Linked DNA regions of Ovis aries: region 2 is linked to region 1. Evidence: chromatin contacts called from public Hi-C data. All regions are on one chromosome and are shown on one strand. The core of a region is the stretch at or near the end of the contact, and the rest is flanking DNA. Distances in the headings are between cores, read along the strand shown. Region 1 has its middle 57 kb from the start of GSG1. Region 2 has its middle 7.1 kb from the start of GSG1.

What was found. A called contact is a pair of places that touch in the nucleus more often than the background predicts.
Region 2: a contact with region 1 is called in a Hi-C map of tail adipose tissue, with 4 times the contacts expected there. The contact joins two enhancer-like sites. A contact is called at or near these places in 4 of 16 Hi-C or Micro-C datasets (muscle, omental adipose tissue and tail adipose tissue).

Annotation. Positions count from the first base shown.
Region 1 is chr3:202,383,244-202,391,066 of ARS-UI_Ramb_v3.0, reverse strand. No RefSeq gene overlaps it. Among named protein-coding and RNA genes, the nearest start is that of GSG1, 57 kb to the left of the region's middle. Within about 2 kb of position 3,231, at least 7 of the 54 cell types and tissues checked have an H3K27ac peak or open chromatin away from gene starts, as enhancers often do. A contact at or near this core is called in tail adipose tissue, where this site is marked.
Region 2 is chr3:202,432,878-202,440,700 of ARS-UI_Ramb_v3.0, reverse strand. No RefSeq gene overlaps it. Among named protein-coding and RNA genes, the nearest start is that of GSG1, 7.1 kb to the left of the region's middle. Within about 2 kb of position 3,175, at least 34 of the 54 cell types and tissues checked have an H3K27ac peak or open chromatin away from gene starts, as enhancers often do. A contact at or near this core is called in tail adipose tissue, where this site is marked.

The sequences.
Region 1 (7,823 bases), core at 1,982-4,481:
CTTCCGGAATGATCAAGATAAGACTGTACTCCTCCCCGAAGCCATGTGTACATTTAAGAGAGATTTATAAGCTTGAACTCAAAGATACATTCTGAAGTTGCTCAGTCGTGTCCGACTCTTGGTGACCCCATGGAGTGTAGCCTACCACATTCCTCTTGATCCCTGGGTTAGGAAGATCCCCTGGAGAGGGGTGTGGTAACCCACCTCAGTATTCTTGCCTAGAAATCCCAAGGACAGAGGAGCCTGGTGGGCTACAGTCCATAGGGTTGCAAAGAGTTGGAAATGATTGAAGGGGCTTATCATGCATGCACCTAATGCATTTTATAATTTTCAGTGGCTTCTGTCACTGAAAGGGACTGTCAGTCCCTTAGTATGGTCTGGAGATCATCAAATTCTTAAATCAGCTATAATAGTAACCAAAATAACTCTTCTTTCCTTCCTCCCTTTTCCCCTTCCTCCCTCCTTCCCTCCTTTCCTTCCTTGCTTCCTTCTTCCTACAAATATAACTTGAGTCATTTGCACCTGGGAGGCACCAGGCCTGCCATCAGCTCCTGATTAGTTTCAGCCCTGGGGTGGACCCTTTCTCTCTGTCCTGCAGACTAGCTTTTCCAGAAAGCTAGAAAGACAACGATGCTTCCTTGTTGCCAAGGTTGGAAAGAAGCAAGGGATGAAAGTTTTTCAAAAGAAATAAGTCATGTGGAATATGCATTTAACCTCAAGGGGAGTGAGGGAAAGATTAGGATAGTAGAAATTCTGGACTAGAAGGTGTAGATTGTCCAGGGAAGGGAATGTCTTAGAAACTCAGTCCAGTGTCAGAGGGAATGTCTTAAATGTTAACTCATGTTACATCGCTTTCTCCTCTTCCACCAAAATTCAGCACAAATATGGAAGACAAGCTCTCTCAGCAGGTGAAGAGAGCACTCTCTGTCAGCTCACGTGATCCAGAACCAACCCTGTTTTAGATCTAAACCAGGAATCCAGTGGTGTACAGTTCAGTTTAGTTCAATCACTCAGTCATGTCCGACTCTTTGCGACCCTATGAATCGCAGCATGCCAGGCCTCCCTGTCCATCACCAATTCCTGCAGTTCACTCAAACTCACGTCCATCGAGTCAGTGATGCCATCCATCCAGCTCATCCTCGGTCGTCCCCTTCTCCTCCTGCCCCCAATCCCTCCCAGCATCAGAGTCTTTTCCAATGAGTCAATTCTTTGAATGAGGTGGCCAAAGTACTGGAGTTTCAGCTTTAGCATCATTCCTTCCAAAGAAATCCCAGGGCTGATCTTCAGAATGGATTGGTTGGATCTCCTTGCAGTGTACAAGTCCCATTCAAATTATCCTAGATCCATTAAGCAATGCAGACAGACTCCTGGATACTTGGTGTGAATTTCTGGCAATTCCCCTTGCCAACATGCCTCCCTCATCCTGTCTGCTGGAGCCTGCCTATTTATCTTTCCCTTGTTCTGCCAATAGCCAGTAATCTGATTTCATCATTTCTCTGGAGAACTCCTTTTCACTCTGTATCTCCTCTGTCCTTGGAGCCACTGCTCTTTAATAACTCAGTGTGTCCGGTCAGCCTATGCTGAAGTATCTCTGAGGCAGCCCTCTGGATTCCAATTTTTATCGAGTAGCTCCCTCTTTGCTAGACAATGTATTTTGTTGCTTTTACAATTTCTCCTCCCTTCTCTCATGAGTCTTCAAATGTCAACAGGGTCGCCATCTTGGTTTCCTCTTCCAACAGGGCAGTCATCAAGATTATTGACATCAGCCTGTCTGGTGTTGAAGTCTGTTCCTGCTATTAGCAGCACTGTGATCATGGATAAGCCAGTTAACTACTTGGAGCCTTAGTTTTCTCATCTGTAAAATGGGAATGTTAATAGTTCTAGTTTTATAGAACTGTTGTGGGAATTAAAGGAGTCAAAAAGTATAAGATGTTGGGACCCATGTTTGACCCATGATGAGTTCTCAATAACAGTATGCTTTTATTATTACCATTATTGGGGGTATTATTATGGCCCAGGGTACCATATAGCTCTCTTTAGATTACAGTGTGCTGATTCCATCTGTAAACTGAATTTTGTGCTCCATTACAGGGGTTTTCTAAGCCAAGAGATGACTTAACACTTCTCAGGCTTATCTCCATGTAAAACTCCATCTTCTCAAGACGGGGTGACTAGGGTAGGATTTAAACTATGGTCATTAAAGGCAGAGAGAGCTTTCTTGTAGTTAAGGAATCAACCCTGGAGCTGGACCTAAAGACTGTTAGAGAATTTTAGCACACACTGGGCATTTATCAGCTAAAAAAAATGGTGCCTTAGACATTTTGATCACTTGCTGAAGGCCAGCTGGCACTAGTGGCAGCCTGGACTGGAAGCCTGGTCTCTTAACTCTCACTGCAGTGTTCTTTCTACACCACCAGGGATTTTTATGTTTTATGGATTTCATATCTGTCTACCATCTATCTATCTATCACCTATTCATTTCATTTATCTGAATCCTTTCCCCTCAAATTAAATCTTCTCCTGAGCCCACGTTTATGAAGAGAGAAAGCTGTGTGTTCTGGCTGAAGGGAGATGTAGGGCCTGCACCCTGGCCTTTTCTTTGCTTTCTGCAGTAGCCTTTGAGTCTGCCCATATCACTATCTTATCAGTACTTTTGCATCTGTTTCTTTGATATGGTGTCAAATTCAGTTTTTTGAACCAGTTTTCCTGGTTATATGGAGTTTCAGAACCTAGTCTGTCTTAAAGGGAGTTGTCAGTTAATATTTTCTGCTGTAAATGGAGAAGTTTGGGGACATATTACTTTGAACTTTGGTCATTGCAAGGAAGCCTGGAAGTCAGCTTGACTCCATGAACATTGGCCAGAGTGCTAGAGGATGGGAAGGACCCTAAAGAAAACAAGCCTACACCCCACTTTCATCAACCTGAATATTTCTGTCCTCAGCTTGCAGCACACCCAGTCTCGAGTTCCAAAAATTCCATTTAATTTTCTTGGCTCCTGTATTCACTCAGTTACAAGTGTACAAGAAGGAGTCTTGGCACTAACAGCCTGCAAGGAAGAGGCTGTTTCTTTCAACTTTGTTGCCCAATTCTGCAGAACATTTTAGGTTCAGATAAGGTTTTGGGTGGCCAGTTAGTTCTTTCTATGTGTTGCTCTGAAATGGACCCTAACTCTTTCACCTTCTGAAATTCCCTGGTTGAATTGTAGCAATAAGAAGCTGACATTCCTGGTTCAGAAGCCAAGTTGCCCTAAAGGTTGTTTACCGTCCACGGTCCTTCAGTCAGCCTTCTCTTCATCTTCAGGTCATGGGGGAGGATAGTCTGAGCCTCTCTTTCTGGCCCTGAGAATGGCTGCTTGGAGACATCTGGGAGTATGCTCTGGTTGTTCAATTGAGAAATAAGAGGAAGCTTTTTTGGAAGCATTATCTCAGCTTTCTGGGCTATTGCTTATTTTTAAACTACCAGTGTCTGCCCTAGTCAGCTGAGCCTTCCACTGTAGGCATTATAAGGAGAGTTAAGTGTATAGTTTCTCTTCTATTCAGATAGCTGTGTGTGTGTGACACACCAACTACTAAGACAATTGAATATTCACAAAAGTTATGAAACTGGACTCATCTCATGCTACACACAAACATTAACTAAAAATAGATCCAAGACTTAACTGTAAGAGTTAAAACTATGAAACTCTTAGAGGAAACACAAGGGTAAATCGTCATGATCTTGAATTTGGCAATGGATTCCTAGATATGACATTCAAAGCACAACCCATAAAAGAAAAGAATGAATAAGTTGGATTTCATAAGAATTAAAATTTTTGTGCTTCAACAAGCACTGTCAAGAAAGTAAAAGGACAAACCACAGAATGGAGGAAAATATTTGCAAATTACATATTTGTTACGAGACTTGTGTCTAAAATATGTAAAGACCTCTTACAGCTCAATATTAAAAGACAAATAACTCAGCTAATAAAAGGGCAAAGTAATTGAACAGATGGACATATCACTAAAGGAGATGTATAAATGACCACTTAGCACATGGAGAGATGCTCTACATAATTAGTCATTCAGTTCAGTTCAGTTCATTTCAGTCGCTCAGTCATGTCTGACTCTGTGCAACCCCATGGATCGCAGCACGCCAGGCCTCCCTGTCCATCACCAACTCCCAGAGTTCACTCAAATTTACGTCCATCGAGTCAGTGATGCCATCCAGCCATCTCATCCTCTGTCGTCCCCTTCTCCTCCTGCCCCCAATCCCTCCCAGCATCAGACTCTTTTCCAATGAGTCAACTCTTCGCATGAGGTGGCCAAAGTACTGGAGTTTCAGCTTTAGCATCATTCCTTCCAAAGAACACCCAGGACTGATCACCTTCAGAATGGACTGGTTGGCTCTCCTTGCAGTCCAAGGGACTCTCAAGAGTCTTCTCCAACACCACAGTTCAAAAGCATCAATTCTTCGGCGCTCAGCCTTCTTCACAGTCCAACTCTCACATCCATACATGACCACAGGAAAAACCATAGCCTTGACTAGACGGACCTTAGTCGGCAAAGTAATGTCTCTGCTTTTCAATATGCTATCTAGGTTGGTCATAACTTTTCTTCCAAGGAGTAGAAGTGAAGTGGAGTGAAGTCGCTCAGTCATGTCCGATTCTTTGCAACCCCATAGACTGGAGCCTACCGGGCTTCTCCATCCATGGGATTCTCCAGGCAAGAATACTGGAGTGGGTTACCATTTCCTTCTCCAGGGGATCTTCCTGACCCAGGGATCGAACCCGGGTCTGCTGCATTGGAGGCAGACGCTTTAACATCCGAGCCACCAGGGAAGCCCTCCAAGGAGTAAGGGCAGTGCAAATAAAAACTACAGTGAAATGTCACTTCACACTCAGTAGGGTAACTAGAACCAAAAAGTGATGAGTGTGTAGAGAAATCAGAATATTCATATACTGCTATTAGGGATATAAAATAATTTGACTGCTTTGCAAAACAGTCTGCCAGTTTCCCAAATGGTTAAACACAAAGTTACTGTATGACCCAAGAATTCCACTCCTATATATATGATGGAGTAGACATATGCTTTCATTTCTTCCAAAAAGTAATGAAAGCATATGTCCGCATGAAAAGTTATATATGAGTATTTATAGTACCATTATTCATAGTAGGCAAAATTTGAAAATAATCCAAATGTCCATGAACTGATGAATGGATAAACAAATGTGGTATATCCATATAATGGAATATTATTCATCCATAAAAAAGATTGAGGTAATGATAGATGCTACAACATGGATGAACTTTGAAAACATTATGCTAAGTGAAGAAAACCAGTCACAAAAGACCGCACTCTATATAATTACATTTAAATGAAATGTCCCCAAATAGAATATAGGTTACTAGTTACTTAGGGCTGGGGAGTATGGGGTCATAGGGAGGTAACACCTAAAGTTTCTTTTGAGGTGATGATAACATCTTAACCCTGACCGTGATGATGGTTACACATACATGTGAATATACTTAAGAGACACTGCACACTTTAAATGAATTGCACACTTTAAATGGGTGAGTTGTTTGAGATGTAAATTATATTTCAATATAGCTGTTATTTAAGAAAAAATGTAGGGAGAGGTGGTAATTACCTGAATTCTTGATAGGGACTGGAAAATCCAGTTTCAAGTTGCTCCTGGCTGTTATCAGAAGGCCCTTGTTCCCCATTAAGTAGACTTCTTCATTGCTGCTGAATTACCCAGCATTCTCCAGAGAACCAGAACCAATAGTTACACAGACATAGAAAGACATTTATTTTATTATAGGAATTGACTCATGCATTTATGAAGGCTGAGAAATCCCAATATCTGCTGTCTGTAAGCTGGAGAACCAGGAAAGCCTGTGATGTTATTCAGAGCCCAAAGGCTTGAAAATTCAGGAGGCCAATGGTATAAATCCCAGTTTGAGCCTAAGAGCCCCAAAATGGGGAGTGCCATTGTCCACAGGCAGGAGAAGATGGATGTCTCAGCTCAAGCAGAAAAATGAAATTTGCCCTTCCTCTATCTTTTTGTTTTATTCGAGTCCTCAGTGGATTGGGTGATGCCCACCTGCATTGGTGAGGGCAATTTTCTTTCCTTGGTCTTTTAATTCAAATGCTAAGCTCTACAGACATATCCCACAATCACATTTTTCCAGTTATCTGGGCATTCCTTTAGCCCCTTCAAATTAACAACATAAAATTAGGCATCAGGGCTGTTGAATGTTCTCACAAGATGGCAGCTGGCTTCTCCCAGAGAGAGTGATCCAGGAGCAGGGTAAGGTGAAAGTTACAATGTCCTGATGAAGTGTGACACTCCATCATTTCTGCAACATTCTTATGGTGGTCAGCTCTATTCAATGCGGCAGTGGCTAAAGGAGTGCAAGAATGCCAGGAGTCTAGAATCCCCCTGAGCCATCAGAGGGTGCCTACAGTAAACGCATGCCTCGCCTATACAGCTTTCATCAAGTGAGGCAACGGGTGTAAAACATTTTATAAACTTCAACCTGCTATTTAAACATTAAATATTATCACCTTATTATAGACCCAGATTTAAAAAAATATTTATTTTTTTATTAGGTTGCACCAGGTCTTTGCGGCATGTGAGATCTTTAGTTTTGGCATGTGGAATCTAGTTCTCTGACCAGGGATTGAACCTGTGCCCTCTGCACTGGGGGCACGAGAGTCTTAGCCACCGAATCACCAGTGAAGTCCCTGTTGACCTGGATTAATTGTCCAAAGCCAATTGCAGTTTGCTTTTTAACGATTCCTGCATTAGGTTGTTCAAAATTCTTACAGCGTCTTGGAATTCTGCAACAGTCTGCAAAATAGAAGTAAGTTTTTGAGGCTATGTATCCTTGTTGGCATTTAGTTGACAGGAGGAAGCAGATGTAAGGGAAAAGCTGGTCATTCTAGGATTTACCAGGAGTGGGATCCAAAGGACCATTTTAGCTCAATTCTGCAGCCCTGTTTGTCAGCTCAGGACTGGTTTCCTCACAGCTTTATTGTGTGGGCTGAAAATATGCAACAGAGTAAATGGCAAAATTAAACAACTGGACAAGGAGGAAAGAAACCTAGGACTGGGACCCAAGAAGAAATACCGAGTCTCCCTGGGTTGTCCAGGGAAAGGCGCTTTGCATCCCAGCTTACGTGGAATCTGGTCCAGCTTCAGGCCAGCCCCAGGAGGGCAGTTTCAGACAGGATGGGGATGAGGGTGTGGTGGGACTGTAGCCAGGTGGCTGTCAGCAGGCAGCTCCCTCCCGCCCATGTTTACTACTTCTGGAACACAACACTCCCCAGACTGTAAAGCCCTTGACAGCGGTGGATTTTAGGCTCCCTTCTGGTGTCCTTTGCTCATAATTCTATCACAGACAGCATGTAGAGTTTAGGTCTAATAGGATTATACAGATACAGCCCCAGATTCCCAAATTAAAGAGCAGCATATAATTATCTGGGTAACTTCTCCCTGGGATGCATTAAGCCAGGTGCTTGCTTCCAACTTTCTGCGTCTAGTCCTATTTTTTTGTCTCCAGAGGCTCTCTTAGAACTCTGGTCTCTCCAGCTCACTCCCTTTGCTGTTAAGAAATCGATCCTTTCACCCACCCAGATATCTCTTTCATAATTCCACAAATATTAATTAACATCTACATTAGACATTTCTGGAATATTCAGGTCTCTTCACTCATTTAATCATCAATAATATAGGTAATATTATCATTTGGAGTTTGAGAAAACAGACATGAAAAGTTGAGTAGTTTATTAATGGTGCACAGCTGGTGACTGGCTCCCAAATCCAGGGTTCTTGGCTTTCC
Region 2 (7,823 bases), core at 1,926-4,425, 50 kb before region 1:
GAGTGGAGCTGATGAAACTTTAGCTTTTGGTCCCCTACTTATTCAGGCCCCTTCCAAGACGCTTATTATTTAATTTGTACTTGTCATTTTGTACTATTGTTTTTAAAGAGGGCCTTCCAAATTATATTATTTTAGCCTTCCCAAAGCCTAGCTCTGGGCTTCTCTGGTGGCTCAGACAGTAAAGAATTAGCCTGCAATGCAGGAGACCTGGGTTTAATCCCTGGATAGGGAAGATCCCCTGGAGAAGGAAATGTCTACCCAATCCAGTATTCTTGCCTGGGAAATTCATGGACAGAGGAGCCTGGTGGGCTACAGTCCATGGGGTCGCAAAGAGTTGGACACGACTGAGAGATTAACACTAAGGCCTAGCTCTGGGAGAGGAGCCTGGTGGGCTAGAGGCCATGGGATTATAGAAAGCTGGACATGGGTGACTTAACATGCACATACCCGAAGGAAGATGTGCATTTAGTGTGCGTGCCTGTTTGACTGGCTGGCTCCTAGCTGCAATCAATGTTGAGACCGCGCCCCCCGCCCCAATCCCCTCCCCAAGGACCCTGGGCCACAATGTTCAATTTCCTCTTTTTGACAAAGCATGAGTTTCTCTGCCTGACCACAAAAATCAGAGCTGAGTATCCCACTCACTTCCTTTCATTGTAATTTGAGCATGTTAAGGTTTTGTTCCTTCTCTTTCTTCTCTTAAAGTAATTGCTAGTCAATGCCACATAAATATAATGTGAGTAGGCTCAGAAGCTCCTGACTCAACACAGATGAGAAGATTCCATGTCTCAGAACATTACTGAACTTTGGTGTGTTGGACTCTGATCCCCTCAGGGCACCTCCACAGGGATGTACGTGCAACTGAACGTTTGTGACATCACAAAGCCAAGGGCTGGGACCAACTTATCACTGTTAAGGTCCTCAGTTACTGTACCCTGCACTGTCCCAAAACACGTTTACTAGGTATGAAAAAAAGAGAAACTGGTCTTGGGACACCCACACATACTTTGTGAACAGGAATTCAATTTGGTTTGTGTCTACTCTGGAGATTAGAAGTGATTAAAACAATGGGTTAGAATGCTGAGATGCTGAACCAGTTCAGTTCAGTTGCTCAGATGTGTCCGACTCTTTGTGACCCCACAGACTGCACGCCAGGCTTCCCTGAACCAGGAAAGATTGCAAAGCACAGCCCTTCCCTCAGGTCCAAGCCTGGGGCTATGGATTCCAGTTTTTTTTTTTTTTTTTAAATTCTTGCATATATCCATTCTGGCATCTTGTCCCAAGAAAGATTTGTTTGGGACCGTTGTTCACTCACTCACTCGTGTCCGACTCTTTGCTGCCCCATGGACTGCAGCACACCAGGCTTCCCCGTCCTTTACTATCTCCCGGAGTTTGCTCAAACTCATGTCCATTGAGTGGGTGGTGCTAGCCAACCATCTCATCCTCTGTTGTCCCCTTCTTCTCTTGCCCTCAATCTTTCCCAGCATCAGGGTCTTTTCCAACTAATTGGCTCATCACATCAGGTAGCCAAAGAATTGGAGCTTCAGCTTCAGCATTAGTCCTTCCAATGATATTCAGAGTTGATTTCCATTAGTTTGGGACATAGATAGTATACTCTCTATCCTCCCAGGAGTCAGATTTCTGACCCAGGCCCTATTAACTAATTCTTTTCTGTTACTAAGTAGACGAAAGGTTGGAATACAGTGTAAATGTTGCGGTTGTTATTGGCTCTGGTCTACACTGCTCTGTTCTGTGTGCCTTCTCCTGTAACTCATCACATGGTTTACTTGGCTGGTCTGTTCACTTGACTAACTTTCTAGATACAGTGGCAACTATGTCTTATTCATTGTTGATCCTCAGAGCCTAGCCCCAACAGCCACAAATGAATGGAATGAATGAATGAAGTGCGTAATGGAAACCCGGCTCACAGATACAATTAGGAAGACCATGGCTGAAGATATGATCTTGAAGAAGTGTCCAAACAGCCTCCTATGGTGAAAGGGACAGGGATCCTCCTGCTTCACAAAGGAAAGAGCAGGGAGAAGTTGCAAAGAGGGTTCACAGACACACCCTAGGCCTTCCTACACAGAAGCGCCCTGAATTTCATCAAACAGACCCTGTGCCAATACGCTTCCTCCCACCTGTGGAAACATTCCTGCTGCTTGATATGCCAAGCCCAGAAAACAGCAGTGATCTCACGAGCAAGTATTATCTTCAGTTCACAGAGACTAGGGTACAATCAGATTGCTCAGAAGCCAGTGACAGACTGGAAATGTTATATCCTTTCCCAAGCCCTGTGATTCCCTCCTGGCTGGAGCCCTTTCGGATGGTAGATCTCAAATGTCCAAAGTTCTGAGGTTCTGTAGCCCATACTACAATTGTTACTTCAATGCCTCACACATGACACATTTACTAAGGACGATTAGCAACATTTGCTCAGGACATTTTGATATCCACTTCCCAGCCCTAATGGGAAAACTAACATCACTAAAGTGCCCATGCCAAGTGTCCAAAATACTAAAGCCGCTACAGGACATTGAGCTCCGAGGTGTCCCAGCTTCAGGTTAATTCCTAATGCAATCATGCTTCATGTTCACATGGCCCCAGACACTCACAGAATAAGAAAAAGACTCCAGTTTCCTAACATGGGCCCCGAGTTCTGGGAACACCTACTTCTGTGCAGTGGGGAGGGCCAAAGAAAATCATTTGCGGGGGCTCTCTTCTCTGTGGCTTTTCCCGTTCCTCTTTTTAATGGAATTGTTTGAGGGCTTTTGCAAATGCAGTCATTTCCAGGAGAGGAAGCCGCCTTCCTTCATGCCTCAAGCAGCTGGAGTGAATCAGAGGGGCAGTCCCATCTGGGCATCCTGTGGGGCAATCGCTCACGCGGGGGTGACGGAGCTCTCGGGGACTGCTGGGGCGGGGCGGGGGTGGTGGGGTGTCAAGGACAGGCTGGGAGGGCAGGGGCCTAACGGGAGTGGCCTCTTAAGGGGTGCCCCCCGTTTGCATCAGGCATGCGCCCCCGACCCCGTCCCTTCCTTCTCTGCCCTCTCCCCCAGCTTCCCCCGGCAGTCTCAGGGCCGGAACGTCGGGCTAGTTCCCGCGGGCCTCCTCCCATCCGCTAGTAACACGCCCGCCCTCGGTTTACTACGGCGCCCGGTCGCCTAGCAACGGGAGAGCGTTGCCAAGGTGACGGGCAGGAGCCTGTTTTGAATCATTTGGCTAGGCCCAGCCCTGCGGCGGAGCGCCGGGATGTCCCGAGCGGGTGGGGCTCCCCGACCAGGGCCTCTCCATCTTCCTGGAGGGGGACGGGGACGGCGTCCCGAGGGTCCTCTCAGGCGGGGTGGGCGGAGGGAGTGCGGAGATCCCCGTTCATCCACTGAATTCCGCTCACGAGCCGGTGGGTCGGGAGGAGCTGAAACCCAAGTCTAAGGTCTCCGCGCACCCTGCCCCCTTCCCACAAAGTTACGCCCGGCTCCTGTTCTGCAGAAAGGCCTTGTCTCTGCCTCATTTCGTGGGTCCGAGAGACGGAACTTCGAGGCCACCAACCCACAGCAGATCTGAGTTCTAGTCCCTGCCCCACCCCACGACTCTGCTAAAGATTTTGGCCAAGTTCCCTAACCTCCCTGAGCGACTGTTTTCTCAGAGGCGAATTAAAGAGAGTTTGTCCTCCCCGGTTACCCCGTCCCTGTCCCAAACGGTTTGGCAGTCCCTCCACTGACGTTTAATCCTCACTACCAGGAGAAGTCAGAACCCCAGTGTCTCAAGGCCACACGCTCGTAAACGCAGAGTCAACTTGGAAACCTCCTGAGTCAAGACCAGGCCGCCCCTCGGTCAAGGCGAGGCCTGGTCACCCTTACCCATGGCCCAGTTATGAGAGCGCATTCAGAATGAGGCAACAGATTGCCTCCTTTAAACTTCACTGGTGTATACTGATAAACGGACTCTCCCATCATTTCCTCTGTATCTCTCCTCGTAAACCAATAAAGTTTTTTTTTTTTTTTCACTGCGGCTAGTCCTAGCTGTATTCCCTTCTGAGGGGTGGCCTATTCATGATCTAATCGCTTAGGGAGATTCTGAACCAGGGAAGTGGGCTGAACCCAATAATCTGGTGGTTCTTCAGAACTGTGAGCTCTTCTCTGAGGCTCCGGAAGTGTCTTTTTTTGTTGTTTTTAGAAACTCCTTTTTTTCTGAGATCTCTAACTTCCAGCCCATAAACAGTGCACCACATTGCTCTGTGTGTGTGTGTGTGTGTGTGTGTGTGTGTGTGTGTATATTTTGTTTCTCAAGCTAATTGTAAGTTTCATTTTTATCCCCTGGGAAAGGTAAGATATAGGAGAATGAACATCATTTCTTTTTTCTTTTTAGTAACCCTGTGAGCTGCGAGCTGGGAGCTGCCAACTTTCTCAAAATGGAAGGCAAGTCACTTCCAGATGTGCCTTCTCCGCTAAACAAGCCAAGATGTCTTTGTTGGCTGTGAGTGTCTTTCTGGGTCTGGAAGTGTCTCTGCAGATTCTGAGACCAGGAAGAGCCCAAGATTGTGCTGTCCTTTCTTAGTTCCAGCAGATTTTGGATTGGAGCTGGTCATGGGAATGCCTCAGCATCTCTTTCAGTTCACTGGAGTGATAGATGGGTTTATCACTGCTATCACTTCCATGCCATTGGGCCTTTTCCAGGGACTAGATTTTGTAGTAGAAATCATACAGATGGAGAGGGAAAAAAGACCTAGAAGACATTAAGCTGCCCTGGGAGCAGAGGAAAGGTGTGATAAGAGACAAAGGAGAAAGAAATGGGAGTTTTAATGGAACATGATGACAGAACAAGAGGCCAGGGTAGGGCCATCACTGGGCTTATCAATAAAAACGGGGCTCAAGTAACACATTTTTACTCCATTTTGGATAACCCTACCAAGTGTTCTCAAGCTCCTTACGATGAGTTTGTATAACCCATATTACACATCCAGTAGTAAGGGACTACACATGAGATAGTCATGAGATTTCAAAATTTAAGGTACCTACCTTCTGGGTGAGACAAACATTTTGAATCAGCTGAGAGGAATTGCTCATTCACTTTTGAAGCTATGAGGCAGAGGGGTTTCAGTGTTTCTTCTGTCTTAATTGGTTGCGTGGGATGAGCCTTGAGTGTGAAGATGAATCAGAGCCCCTCTTGCCAGCAGAGGGGTCAGGTGGTATGAGGTAGGCTGGAGAGGGTGTCCTCTCATAACCAGGACACGCTGGGGTGGGGCTGGCTGACCCAGGAGGCTGCTTCTGTGACATCACAGTGGCAGGCAGGGGTCTCCCTGCCGCTCACTCTGCCTCCTCCCCCCACCCTCAGAAGGACTGGGGCCACTCTGGGGTTACTGCCCAGAGGCCAGCATGTCTTTTGTGTCCTCCAGATCTTATGCTTTTATTGCTGTGCATAAGAATCACCTGGGCATCTTAGTAAACTATCAGCTTCTGAAAGTCGGGAATGGCTCCCACGGGACACTGACCAGCCCTCACAGGGTTGTAAGACCCTAGACCAGTGCTGCCCTAAAGAAATGCGATATGAGCCAGAGATGTAATTTAAACTTTCCCAGTCGCCACATTAGAAAACAAAGTAAAACTGAGACACACACTGCAATCTAACAATGATATTTTATGCAGCGCTGTTGTTGATGTCAAACGCAGGCCTCCCTCAATAAAGTTGAGTCCAGTGGAAAAGTCATCTACACTGGGAAAGGTTCTAGTTCATTTAGACTAGTTTGCTATTTTAATAAGTACATAATGAGGATTTAGGAGCTTCTATTAAAAATATCATTTTATTTACAGTTGTGTTGGGGCTTTGTACTGCTGGTGGGCTTTCTCTAGTTGTGGCGAGTGGGGCTCCTCTCTAGCTGCAGCACGTGGGCTTCTCATTGCTGTGGCTTCTCTTGTGCAGAGCGCAGGCTCTAGGTCACATGGCTTAGTAGCTGTGGCTCGTGGGTTCCAGAGCTCCGGCTTGGTCATCGTGGTGCACAGGCTTAGCTGCTCTGCGCCATGTGGGATCTTCTGGGACCAGGGATGGAAACTGGGTCCCTTCCATTGGCAAGCAGATTCTTCACCACTGGGCCACCATGGAAGTCCTGCTTCCATTTTTAAAATGTAAATTAAAATGAAATACAATTAGAAATCCAGTGCCTCAGCTGCACTCCTCCAAGGGCTTAAAGAGCTTGGTAGCTACTGGACAGCTCAGCTCTGGAGCATCCCCAGAGAAGGTCGTGATGGACAGAAATTAGCACTCTAAAGAACTAAGAAACTAGTAGATGTTCACTAATGTTATTTTAATAAGTACATAATGAGGATTGGAGCTGTTAACACTGAGGCTTGAAGAGCGTTTTCCAACCAAGGGTCCGGCTGGGGGCTTTCTGCCCTGTGCAGTGCCATGCTTAGTCCACCTCTGAGCTTTTACCTAGGTACCCCTCACTGAGATTCCTTCTTCTTCCTGTCACCCCACCTAACTCCTACATGACCTTCAGGGCATATGATTCCACCCTAAATTCCATCCAAAGTCTCACCCTGTTACTCTAGCCATCATTTCTCTGCCCGCCCTCAGAGCCTGCACTGCATGGACGGTCTCGCTGTGCTGTGGGGGGCTTTCTTCCACGGGCTCTCACACTGCTTGCTTTGTTTCAGGAATGTTAGCCCATCTCGCTTATGAAATTTTAAGCTGTTGGAGGACAGAACCTGCTTCTTTATTTCTGTTGTGCTTAATATAGTGCTAAGGGTGTAATAGCTGCTCAACAAATATTATTTTGTTGAATGGACTGATACCTAAGGAAATGTCCAAGAGAAAACATCAGATCTAAAAGTAGCAATAACTTGAACAAAAGGAATAGCACGCCTTGTTCTTGGCACATCTCAGTTTGATCAAGATGTCAGGTCACCCTAAGTTAATTTATAAATTTAATGGAACCCTGATACAAATACCAAGGAGCATTTAAAAAGAGCAAGACAGATTGATATTAAATTCCTACGGAAAAATAAATGCATGAGACTAGCTAGGAAAACACTGGAAGGAAAGAGCTCAGAGGGGGGTTGTGTGTGTGTGCTCAGTCGTGTCCAACTCTTTGTGACTCCTTAGACTGTGGCCCGCCAGCCTCCTCTGTCCATGGAGTTCTCCAGGCAAGAATATTGGGATGGGCTGCCACTTCCTCCTCCAGGGGATTTTCCTGACCGAGGACTGAACCTCTGTCTTCTGCATCTCCTGCATTGCGCTGGCAGGTGGAGTCTCTACTACCTTGCCATTAGACTTTATAGCATGCTTCAATATGTCAGAGGGGGATTAGCCCGAACATATGGCATGCTGTAAAGCTTCTACACTTAAAATAACATGGTACTAACTGGGGCATGGCTAGATAAACAGACCAGTGGAGGAGAAGAGAAAGTCCAGAAATAAGCACAGCTACAAATAAACCCCCAGCATCTGACAAGGCTGATGTCTGTAATCACCAGGGCAAAGATGATCTTCTAACAAATAGTGTTGCCATTTAGAAACTGACAGCCATTTAGAAAAATATAAATTATATCCATTTTTATACCATATATAAAAACAAACTCCAAATGAACTAGAGATCTGAATGCAAAAATGAATTATACAAATACAGAAGAAAGCATGGGTAAATTTCTCTATAACTTAGATGTAAATAAAGGCTTTCTGAAAAGTGAAAGTGTTAGTTGCTCAGTCCTGTCTGACTCTTTGTGACCCCATGGACTTTGTGAGCCCATCGGGTTCTCCTGTCCATGGATTCTGTGGGCAAGAATACTGGAGTGGGTTACCATTTCCTCTTCCAGGGGAAACTTCTTGACCCA